3 separate regions of the Mus musculus genome follow, and regions 1 and 3 are each linked to region 2. The links are chromatin contacts, called in public HiChIP or PLAC-seq and promoter capture Hi-C maps. All regions are on one chromosome and are shown on one strand. Each heading gives the region's core, a stretch centred on a gene start, on an enhancer-like site or on the middle of the called end of the contact. The rest is flanking DNA. Distances are from core to core; before and after follow the strand shown. Region 1 has its middle 17 kb from the start of Gm31418. Region 2 holds the start of Bbip1 (BBSome interacting protein 1). Region 3 has its middle 5.3 kb from the start of Gm31418.

Evidence for each region. Promoter capture Hi-C pulls out the DNA fragments that hold promoters and counts their contacts. HiChIP or PLAC-seq counts read pairs in DNA pulled down with a chosen protein or histone mark.
Region 1: an H3K27ac HiChIP or PLAC-seq map of embryonic stem cells shows a contact between it and region 2, with 7 times the contacts expected there. The contact joins the enhancer-like site here to the promoter of Bbip1 in region 2. A contact is called at or near these places in 16 of 39 promoter capture datasets (the 3T3-L1 cell line, 3T3-L1-derived adipocytes, the C10 cell line and 10 more) and 6 of 115 datasets of contacts at active chromatin or transcription factors (differentiating embryonic stem cells, embryonic forebrain, embryonic stem cells and 3 more).
Region 3: a promoter capture Hi-C map of liver shows a contact between it and region 2, with 6 times the contacts expected there. The contact joins the enhancer-like site here to the promoter of Bbip1 in region 2. A contact is called at or near these places in 18 of 39 promoter capture datasets (the 3T3-L1 cell line, 3T3-L1-derived adipocytes, the C10 cell line and 11 more), 1 of 484 Hi-C or Micro-C datasets (bone marrow-derived macrophages) and 7 of 115 datasets of contacts at active chromatin or transcription factors (acute myeloid leukemia, craniofacial prominence, embryonic forebrain and 4 more).

What each region holds. Positions count from the first base shown.
Region 1 is chr19:55,142,219-55,145,251 of GRCm38.p6, reverse strand. No RefSeq gene overlaps it. Among named protein-coding and RNA genes, the nearest start is that of Gm31418, 17 kb to the right of the region's middle. Within about 2 kb of position 1,446, at least 40 of the 459 cell types and tissues checked have an H3K27ac peak or open chromatin away from gene starts, as enhancers often do. A contact at or near this core is called in embryonic forebrain, embryonic stem cells and liver, where this site is marked.
Region 2 is chr19:53,943,201-53,946,228 of GRCm38.p6, reverse strand. Bbip1 (BBSome interacting protein 1) reads left to right here and starts at 1,602. Exons shown (of 4, transcript NM_001195338.1): 1 at 1,602-2,073; 2 at 2,650-2,763. It overlaps Shoc2 (Shoc2, leucine rich repeat scaffold protein), which reads right to left and starts at 1,353. Exons shown (of 9, transcript NM_019658.6): 1 at 1,216-1,353.
Region 3 is chr19:55,120,365-55,123,437 of GRCm38.p6, reverse strand. It overlaps a transcript of Gpam not described here. Among named protein-coding and RNA genes, the nearest start is that of Gm31418, 5.3 kb to the left of the region's middle. Within about 2 kb of position 1,422, at least 66 of the 459 cell types and tissues checked have an H3K27ac peak or open chromatin away from gene starts, as enhancers often do. A contact at or near this core is called in liver and stem cell-derived neural progenitor cells, where this site is marked.

The DNA.
Region 1 (3,033 bases), core at 197-2,696, 1.2 Mb before region 2:
GGGCCAGCTAGGCTAACAGGGAAGGGGCTTGGCCAACATCACAGTTAGGGTGAGAAAAGCTGACTCAGTCCTGCACGTAAGGAGTGAGGCCTCTTCCCACTGTAGCAGCTAGAGAGGGGTCAGTGGTGTGGAGGAGAGAATTGGCCATAGAGGCACCTCGGGCACAGATGCACCTGGTGCACAGCTTGAAACTGCAGTGTTGTGGTCTGAAGGTGCCACCTTATCTGAAGGTTCACTTGACGGAGTGAAGAGCTGTTCAGATGTCACACTGCAGAACAGGGACATGCTCCAGCGTCTCCATTTTTGGCTCCTTCTTCTACCTCCATAGCTAGACAGACATCTGAGCAGACTCCAGCGTCTGGGCAGTTTTCAGGCCACCCAGCAGCCTCCTGAGTCCAGGTCCCTGGTTCCCAGAAGAGCTTCTTGACCCCTATGTGCCCAGGTTTTCAAAGAAGCTAGCCAGACTCACCAGACCCTGACCCCACGTTGCTCCTGCTCGAGCCCCAAGTTGCTGCACTCTGCTGCACTGTGTGCAAACTCTGCCTGCTCCCTGCTTCCCTCAGTGGCTGTCTTTCAAGTCCTGTGTTCCCTTGTCCTGTATCATGGCTACAGAGAACTGCTAGCCTCCCCCTTTCCCTTGCCCTTGCTGGTGCTGGAGGGACCTTGTTTTCCTTGCCTTCCCTTAGGTGTGTAACCCCCATCCCACCTTTAGAACTTTCTTATGGGCTCTCTCCAGTTCTCCTGATGTCTGGGTTAGGCCAACGTTTTGTTTTGTTTTGTTTTGTTTTCCTTCTGTGAACCCTGGGACACTTGCCTGAATTGCTAGTTTAAGATTTTTGAGCACCAAGCAAGTGAGAAAGAGCTGTGCTAGTTAGAAGTAACAGATGTGGCAGGAGGAGGAGTACGTGTGTGTGTGTGTGTGTGTGGGGGGGGGGGGGTGGGGTGGGGTGGGGGGTGATCCTAAAGCTTTACCCTCCCTGAGATCATTCTTACCCTCTCCTAGGTCTGGTCTGCTCTTCCCCCATCCAGGCCTGGCCTACTTCTGCTCATCAGACCATGCAATTTAGCCCCATTGTTCTGGAAGCTTTGAGTAAGAAGGAACTTTCCCTGTTTCCTTTCCTTTCCTTTTGTGTGTGTTTGGGGGAGGGGGCATGGAGACAGAGAGAGGAGAGGGGAGGAGAATAGGGGGAGAGGGGGAGGGGAGGGGGAGGGAGAGAGAGAGATCAGGAAATAGCTATTGGATTTTCGCAGAGGTTATCACCCCCAGCAAAACCTAAGGGTATCTTCCTGCTGGACAGCCAGCTGGACAGCCTTTCAGCGCTGTGGCGAGAGGCTGATGGGAACGCTCCCCTTCCTGCAGCCATATTTGCTGAAACAGTGAGCCCCGTTCCCCAGCTGCCTCTCCACCCAGGAACAAATAGCTCTCTATGCATAGTTCTGAGCCCTGGACTTGAGAATCCCCTGAAGAATGTTAAGGGGGTTTAGAGTTTCTTAGTAGACACTGCCCTGGTAGGAAGAAAATGGGAGGCGTCAACGTTTTCCTCTGGCCTTTTGACCTAAACAATCAAAGGCCTGTTTCTCAATAGAATTCCCATTCATTGTCCATTCTCTTTCCTTTCCTCTCCCTCCCTCTCCCTGGTCCCCCTTCCCTCCCTCTTCCCAAAGCCAGTTTCTCAGTTTCTCCCCAGCCCACGAGAACAACTGCTCGACCCAAGTATGTCATTTGTTTCACATCTACGTAAGGATCCATCTGGAAAACAGAGGCATCCGAAAAGCAGAGGCAGAAAATGAAAACATCAGTCTAGCCTTAAAACATTTGAAGACACTTCTTCAGGCTTTTGCTTTTCTCATGCATATTTATGAAAACTGAGAACACATCTGCTAGACTGTTGTTCTGTGACAATGCACCACAAGTAATTACCAACTTAGAGAGTATTGCTTGCTTACTTATTGCAAGGGAATGTACCCCTGTTACAGGTGAGAAGCAAAATAAAAGAATAAAACAGGTAGCATGGGAAAATCAACAGAAACACTAAAACTCACCCTCTAGAGACAACTAGCACAAAGTAGGAATTCATTCGTTTCTGAAGATACATGCTTAGTAAGGAGGTCTGCACCTGTTATCCCAGCACTTAGGAGGCTAAGGAAGAAGTGTGCATTTCAATCTAGCCTAGGCTTCATAGTGAACCACTGTCTTGAACAACAACAAAACACATAATAGTGTGTATATGCAGACACATAGACTTATATGTGTGTGTGTGTATTAAAAACATAGTCGTGCCCTAATAGAACACTACTGCTGTCATTTTGTTAAATGGACACGATGTGCCTGAAAGCTACCTTCTAAGTAGTTCTGTTCACATCCACAGGTTAGTGATGCTATCGGCCTTAATCACAGACGCTTCCTTGTGCTGTCTGTGGTGGTTGCTAAAGACTCCCAACTGGTCCAAGTGCTTAGAATAAGTAACTCTGGAATGCTCAACCTTAAATGGGACATCTCTCTCTCTCTCTCTCTCTCTCTCTCTCTCTCTCTCTCTCTCTCTCTCTCTCTCTCTCTCTCTCTCTCTCTCTCTGTCTCTCTCTCTCTGTCTCTCTCACACACACACACACACCCGTGATGCCAACCCTTCAAGGCTGAGGGCACCAGGAAAGAGGGGGAGGGGAGGGCATGCTATGGAATGCCTGCCGCTTTTGGGCATGCCATGCCCACTCCGTTCTGGGACTCTCAGCAGCTGTGCTTACCAGCCCCTGATTGGCACAAAGCACAGCCTGTCCACATCCTCTCATGGACAGGAGAGAAGCTCACGAGGCTAGCCCCTCCCTGAGGAGGCTAGCCCCTCCCTGAGGATCTACAAGCAAGGAGTGGTTGCTGGGGAAGGGGGGTACATTTTCTTCAGTGGTGTAGTTAATGGTAAGTTGCCCATGTTCCTGTAAGTAGACATAACTGAATTTACTGGGTCACCAAGCACAACAAACACACACGGGAAGGCGGAAGGAAGATTAGCTGGGAATAGGATTAAGAAGGGGTAAGAG
Region 2 (3,028 bases), core at 353-2,852:
CATTCGATTCTGAAAAACAGCTAAGTTTTTGATTCGGCAATCCTTCCGGGTAGATGCTAGAACTTCTGACATCCACAAAGAGTGTACGCGATTACACCGGTGTAAGCTCCCAGATTAACCATCCTGCTGCAGACCAATGTACCACACAGTCCACATTTGCAAGCTGATTTTTTACTTCCCTTGAGTCCTCAAAAATACTTGTGGGGATAGGTCGCAAAACAGGGTTTCCTCTTTTATTTTCATCACCTTCATAATGATACAAACCAATGGGAAGAAAATCGAATCTCCCAAATGTAAAGGTGAGATGAGATGAAAAAAAAAAAAAAAAAAAAAAAAACACACCCCAAAAGCATCTTCTTTCCGATTCCCAAATAGACAAGCAATTCCACCTGTTTGTAAACCCCCCACTTGCACTGTTAACACAAACCTCTGCGGAGAGGGACGGGGGAGCGAGGGGAGAGGGAGAGAGAGAGAGAGGCGGGCGAATTACTGCTTTGGAGTCCTTATTCTTCTACCTAGGCATGGGGGAGGGGATGGTACAAAACAATGGATACCGAGGGGCTAGGGGGAAAATCTTTTTGCCCTGCAGCCTCCTGCGTTCCGAGCTGGGGGCGGGGAGTTACACTACTTTTCCTCCAGCCCTCAAAGCCGACACGGAGATTGCCACCAGGCGTGTTTAGCAGGGCGGTCTCTGCGGCCACAACTCCTTTCACTCGGCAACACACCCAACGCCGAACCCACCACTCGTCCCGCAGGGTCTGCGAGGAGGAGACCGCTCAGCGCCGAGGACTTTGGGGTGGAGGCGCAGAGACCCCACCCCACAGCCCTACGGCCGCGCCCGCCCTCCCGCCCGCCCGCCCGCCCGGCGCCAAGCGTCCTCGCGACCCGGGCAGCCCCGCAGTCCCGGCCGGGAGGCGCCGAGAGACCGGAGCAGCCGGAGCGCGACTGACTCGCCGCCCCGGGCCCGCGCCCGCGCCCCGGCGCTGTCCCGGCCGCCCGCTCCGCAGTAGGCCCGGCCCGGCGCTGTCAGGGGGCAGCCTGCCGCTCCCCGTGTCCCGCCCGCCGGCCCCGCGCGGGCAGCGGCTCCGAGGCTCCGGCGCCCCGGGCCGTGGCACCCCGGAAAGCGGCCGCGGCGCCTCCCAGGGCCCCGACCCCTCAGGCCTCGCCCCGGCTCCGGCGGCTCGCGCCTGTCAGGACGTGTGGGCCTCCCCTTACCGACGGCCGGCCGGGCCCCCCGACAGGCAGGAAAGCAGAGAACCGGCCCACGGGCGCTCCTGTGCCGCTCCCGCCCCAGGCTGCCGTCCGGAGCCCGGACTCCACCATCCCTGCTCACCTCCTTCCTCCTCCTCGTCCTCCGCTCCCCGAGCGACGCTCCCCTGCCACCGCCCCCCCGCCCCTCCCCCACTCGCCCCGCCCCTCCACACACTCTGGCTCCAATCGCCCCGCCCCAGCCCCCTTGAGCGAGCCTGGGCATTCGCTAGGGAGGAGGGATGGGCGGAGCCAGAGCAAAAGCAGTCACCCAATCAGAGGGAAACCTTGGCGCCAGCTTCCCTGTCCCCGCCCTTTTCCTTTCCTCCGCGGCAGTGCGCGGTCTCCCGCCCACTGGGCGCCGCTGGCTAGCTCCGCCACAGAGAAAAGCCTCCAGCCGGGTAGAGAAACGACTCCCAGTCGGAAGTTACGGTTGAAGCCCAGGCAGCCATAATTGATGATGGCAGGAGGCGTTTCCTGTCACCCGTTTGACGTACGTTTTTCCTGCTTTTGGTTCCCCGTTACCCCAGGCAACAGCAGAGCGGTCTGGAAAGGGATGCACCTGTAAGTATACTTACGGAGGATGTGCACACACACAGTCCACACTGGGCGAGTTAATTCGCGATCGGGAACTGCCGGTTTGCTTGCCAGACCCTTTACGGAGCCCCTGATCGCTTACCTAGAACTACAGTTTAGGGCTTCAAAACTCCCTCGCACCGGAAGTTGCGCTTGCACTTCCTAGTAGGGTCATGGCCAGGAGGTGGGAGTAGCCGGACCCCGCCTGCGCCCCAGGGGGTGCCTCCTCTCCCAGAGCTGACGAGTGAGGTAAGTGTCCCTGACGCCCTACAGCAGGGCCGGCCAGGCCGGATGAACCGCAGGGAGGGAGCTGGGAGAAGACTAAGCGGAGGCCCCGGGCCGCTTCCGCTGGCAGAGGGTTTCCTTTCCGGCTGGTGGGGCGGTGGCCAGCCTTCCCTCCGCCCCTCTGAGGTTCCCTGTAGGGCGAGGCAGCCGGATCGGCCGCCGGGCGAGGCCAGGCCCGCAGTCCCTAGGTCTGCACAGTGGGGCACGGTGCACGCCTCCTCGAGTTCCTGTCGAGTACAGTACTTTCACTCCCTGGCCTTTAGAAACTCCAAATTTTGGGAACCAAAGAAACCGGTTTCCACCCCAGCTATCAAAGAAAAAGATGACTTCCCTGAGCCAACCCGCAAAGCAAAACCTTCCCTTTCATCTTTGATTTTTCTTCCCTTTCTGTCCTGCCTCCCCTTTCTGAGCTCTATGTAAGCTTCAACTAGAAGTCTGGGTTAGGGTATATTGAAGTAGTTAGTCCTGGGTGTTTACGATTGTGAATATCCTTTTAAAGGACATTTTAAAAATATTTAAAATGCTTTATGTGTCTCCAAGACATTGTCTCATGTAGTTCCTTCTGTGGACGTTTGGAGTCAAGAAGTCAATCGTTCTGATAACTACAGATTGGATTCCTAAAGGTGCAAGAAAAAAAAAAAGAACAATTTTCAGGTAAATTGAAATATGCTTATACCTAACCAAACGAAAATTAAAGTACAAATCTACCTTCTCTACCTATGTTCCAGAAAAAAAAATGAAGTAATCCTGTTCTCCTGAGGTTTACTGTTGTAGTCAGCTGTCACCTTTTGTGATGTGTGTCCATTTACCTGCTTGGTAATTGTTAAGATTCTGCTATGTACACATTTCTTTCCTATTCATATTCCAACTTTAGTACTATCTAGAAGTCATTTATAGGTCTGCAGTTAGGCAGACCCTA
Region 3 (3,073 bases), core at 173-2,672, 1.2 Mb before region 2:
CTTCATTTCCTTTTCCCTATCTGGGGCCTCACTCCTGCCTTAGTCAAGCCCTGACCATTGCTTTCTGGGCACAAGGGGTAAAGAGACCTCGCTGGGGCCTGGTTGTTTTAGCCAAAGATGCTCGAAGGAAACAATTACTGGCAGGACGGACCAGCACTGTGAATTCAAGGCCCAGAACACTCGGCACTTGTATTCTGGATTTTAAACTCCTCATTGGATGGGCACTCAGAGGATCAAATGTTGAGAAAGGAACAAAGAAGCTGTGCAGAGGAACTCTACACCAGGAGATTTCCAAAGGCAGTTCAGATGGCCCATTATTCTCCAAGGCAACCGCACGCCTGCCTCTCTCTCTCCATTCTGGAGAACTTGACAGTAACATTGCAGGGGGTGGGGTGGGGGTTGTCCATTGTCAACATTCAGTTCCCAGAACCCGATCCACCCCACTTCAGTGCCATCCAGTTCTTCAATTGCACTTAGATGTGGAATGGGGTTCTGGGGTGTCATGCTGGGTGTGATAATGAGAGCACCCAGTCCCTGTTCCTGGGTGCTTCCTCAGGGGCCCCAGTGACAGCAGATGCTGCCACAGGCCTGGCTTTTGCCTTTCCTACCCTTCTGGCTGTCTCACTACACTGACCTCACTTCAAAGCTTTGCTTTGTCTCCACCCAGAATGGGGGCGTGGCTGTGTATTGGGCTTCAAGTGTCTTGCCACAAACCAAGGCAGTCAACCATTCCCCAACCCCCAAAACAGCAAACAAACACCCAAACCAAACTAAAGAAAAACATGGCACCCCTACTACCACCACCACCAATCACATAGATTGCTCCACCCTAGGCCAGGGCGTCCCTTTCCCAGTGAACCCTTACGCTAGCCTCTCTGCAGAGGAGGGGTAGTTGTCATGGGCTACTTGAACATTGCTGGTAACGCTATGTATTTTGAGTCAATTCCAAGTAGCAACTTGGAAGAACAAGGGCCTGGGAAAATGAAAGCCAGGGGACCAGGCAGCAGCAGAAGGCTGGCTCCCCCTCCCCTCTCCCAGATGGAGCTCCATGGGACTTGTAAGAGATGCTGAGATTTTGTTTACAAATCCCCAAGCACTTTGCCACACTCTTAGTCCCTACTGAATCACATGTTATTGTCTTGTACACTGATGCTTAGGGTGAGCTTGCTGGATGGGTGGAATTCCCCACACCAGGCAGCATAGCGGGCACCCTTAGATAACAGAGAATGTGTCGTGGGTCTGATAAGCATCACTTTGGGTCCTTAGCACTTTGCTTCCTCAGCACCCCGTCAGTAGGCCAACATCCCTGACCCACCTCTAATTAGTCCCAGGACTCTGCAACAAGGCAGAGCCACTCCATTTAAGGAATTCACATCCCAGAAGAGGGGACAGGTCACTAACAGGAACTGCATGTGACATTGGAGAGTGGAACAGTGCAGTGTGTCACGGGGCAACCGTGTCTCTACTTTGACCTTCACTCCCTTCTCTGCCCTTGTCGTAGTTTGTCTTCTTTCTTAGCTGAGCCTCTAAGCTATTTCTCCAGCAATCTCTAGTGGTTCCTAACACTCATAGATTTACATAGGCAATGCCTTTCCCAGTAAACTAAGGATAAATTTGCAAGGGGTGTATGTGTGTGTGTGTGTGTGTGTGTGTGTGTGTGTGTGTGTGACCACATGTGTCCAGGTATATGTGTAAGGATGTGAATGTGTAGGCTAAGGTCAAGTGTTGTACCTCAGGCAGTATCCGCCTACCTTTTGAGACATAGTCTCTCACTAGGACCCAGGGCCAGCCAATTAGGCAAGACTGGCTGGAGAGTGAACTCCAGGCATCTGCTTGTCTCTGCCGTCCCAGGGGCAGAACTAGAATGTGTGCACCATCATGCTGTGGTGAATATTATTTGTGGGTTTTTATCCCACCTTAGATAATTTAGTAACCAAGAAACACAAGAAGCTTTGTATTTATAATAAGTTTTAGAGCTGAACAGAGATCAACCCTTTGTGTTATTTTGTCTGTTTCTTGTTTCTTTTGTCTGTTTCAATTATCTCCGAGATATCACTTGCCAGGCTATACCTGGTCTGTTCCTACAACAGACTCGTGTGCTCATGATCCACCAACCCCAGGGTACCTTCCTCCTCCTTCCTCCTCTCTCCCCATGGTCTTTGCCTCAGATCCCAAGCCTGACATGAGAAGCCCTGCCCACCTCTCTCGGTCCAGCTAAAGACCGTAGGCATCTTATTTTAACCAATAGTTGTAAATTACAGAGCAAGGTTTGCACCACAAAAGCTGGCATACAAGAGAGTTCACCATCTGGAGGCAGCTAGACCTTGGGATAGAGTTTTTGCATTACAAGACATAGCAGCAGACCAAACCTCAACACCACCACATTCAGCATGAGGTGGCAAATACTGACAGCTGCATCCTCCCCGCCCCCCCAAGTGGGTTTTAAATACAGCTATGCATATACAACGTTAGGACTTGTGCTTTTTAAGAGTCTGTCTTTCATGCTCAGTGGGGTGGAAAACATTCTTTTTATCAGGTGATGGTGTTTACCCATTGATAGTTTATGTTAATACAGTGCCTGGTACAATAAAAAAACCCCTACGTTATCTCACAAGTCTTGTCCAACAGACTGCTTGCGCGACACTGAGGCTAATACGTTTGGGAATGCATTTCATAGCGCCTGATTTCCCAGACTGGCCTAGGGACAGGGATATATTCAGTTTTTATCACTTCCTATGACACTCAGCTGGCTGTGTCAGTCAGACCCTTAAATAGAAGCTACTGCCTTCTTGGTGTCCCAGGCTCCTGTATGTTTAATGCCTCGAGTATCTCCTTTCTGGGCCAAACTCATGAAATTCTAAAAGGGAATTACTGTTTCAGGCAGCAGTGGAAATAAAAGCCATTGGTACCCTGCGTTATTGGACTGCTTAATTTTTTATCGGTATTTCAAGATAAAAGGAGTTGTGGTAACCTGGATTGTCGGCTTCCTCCTAGGTATTGCTTAGAGATGGCTGTAAAAGCTGCTGGCACCCTGGCCTGGGGTGGCTGCTGAGGTTGAGGTAGATCTGCTCTG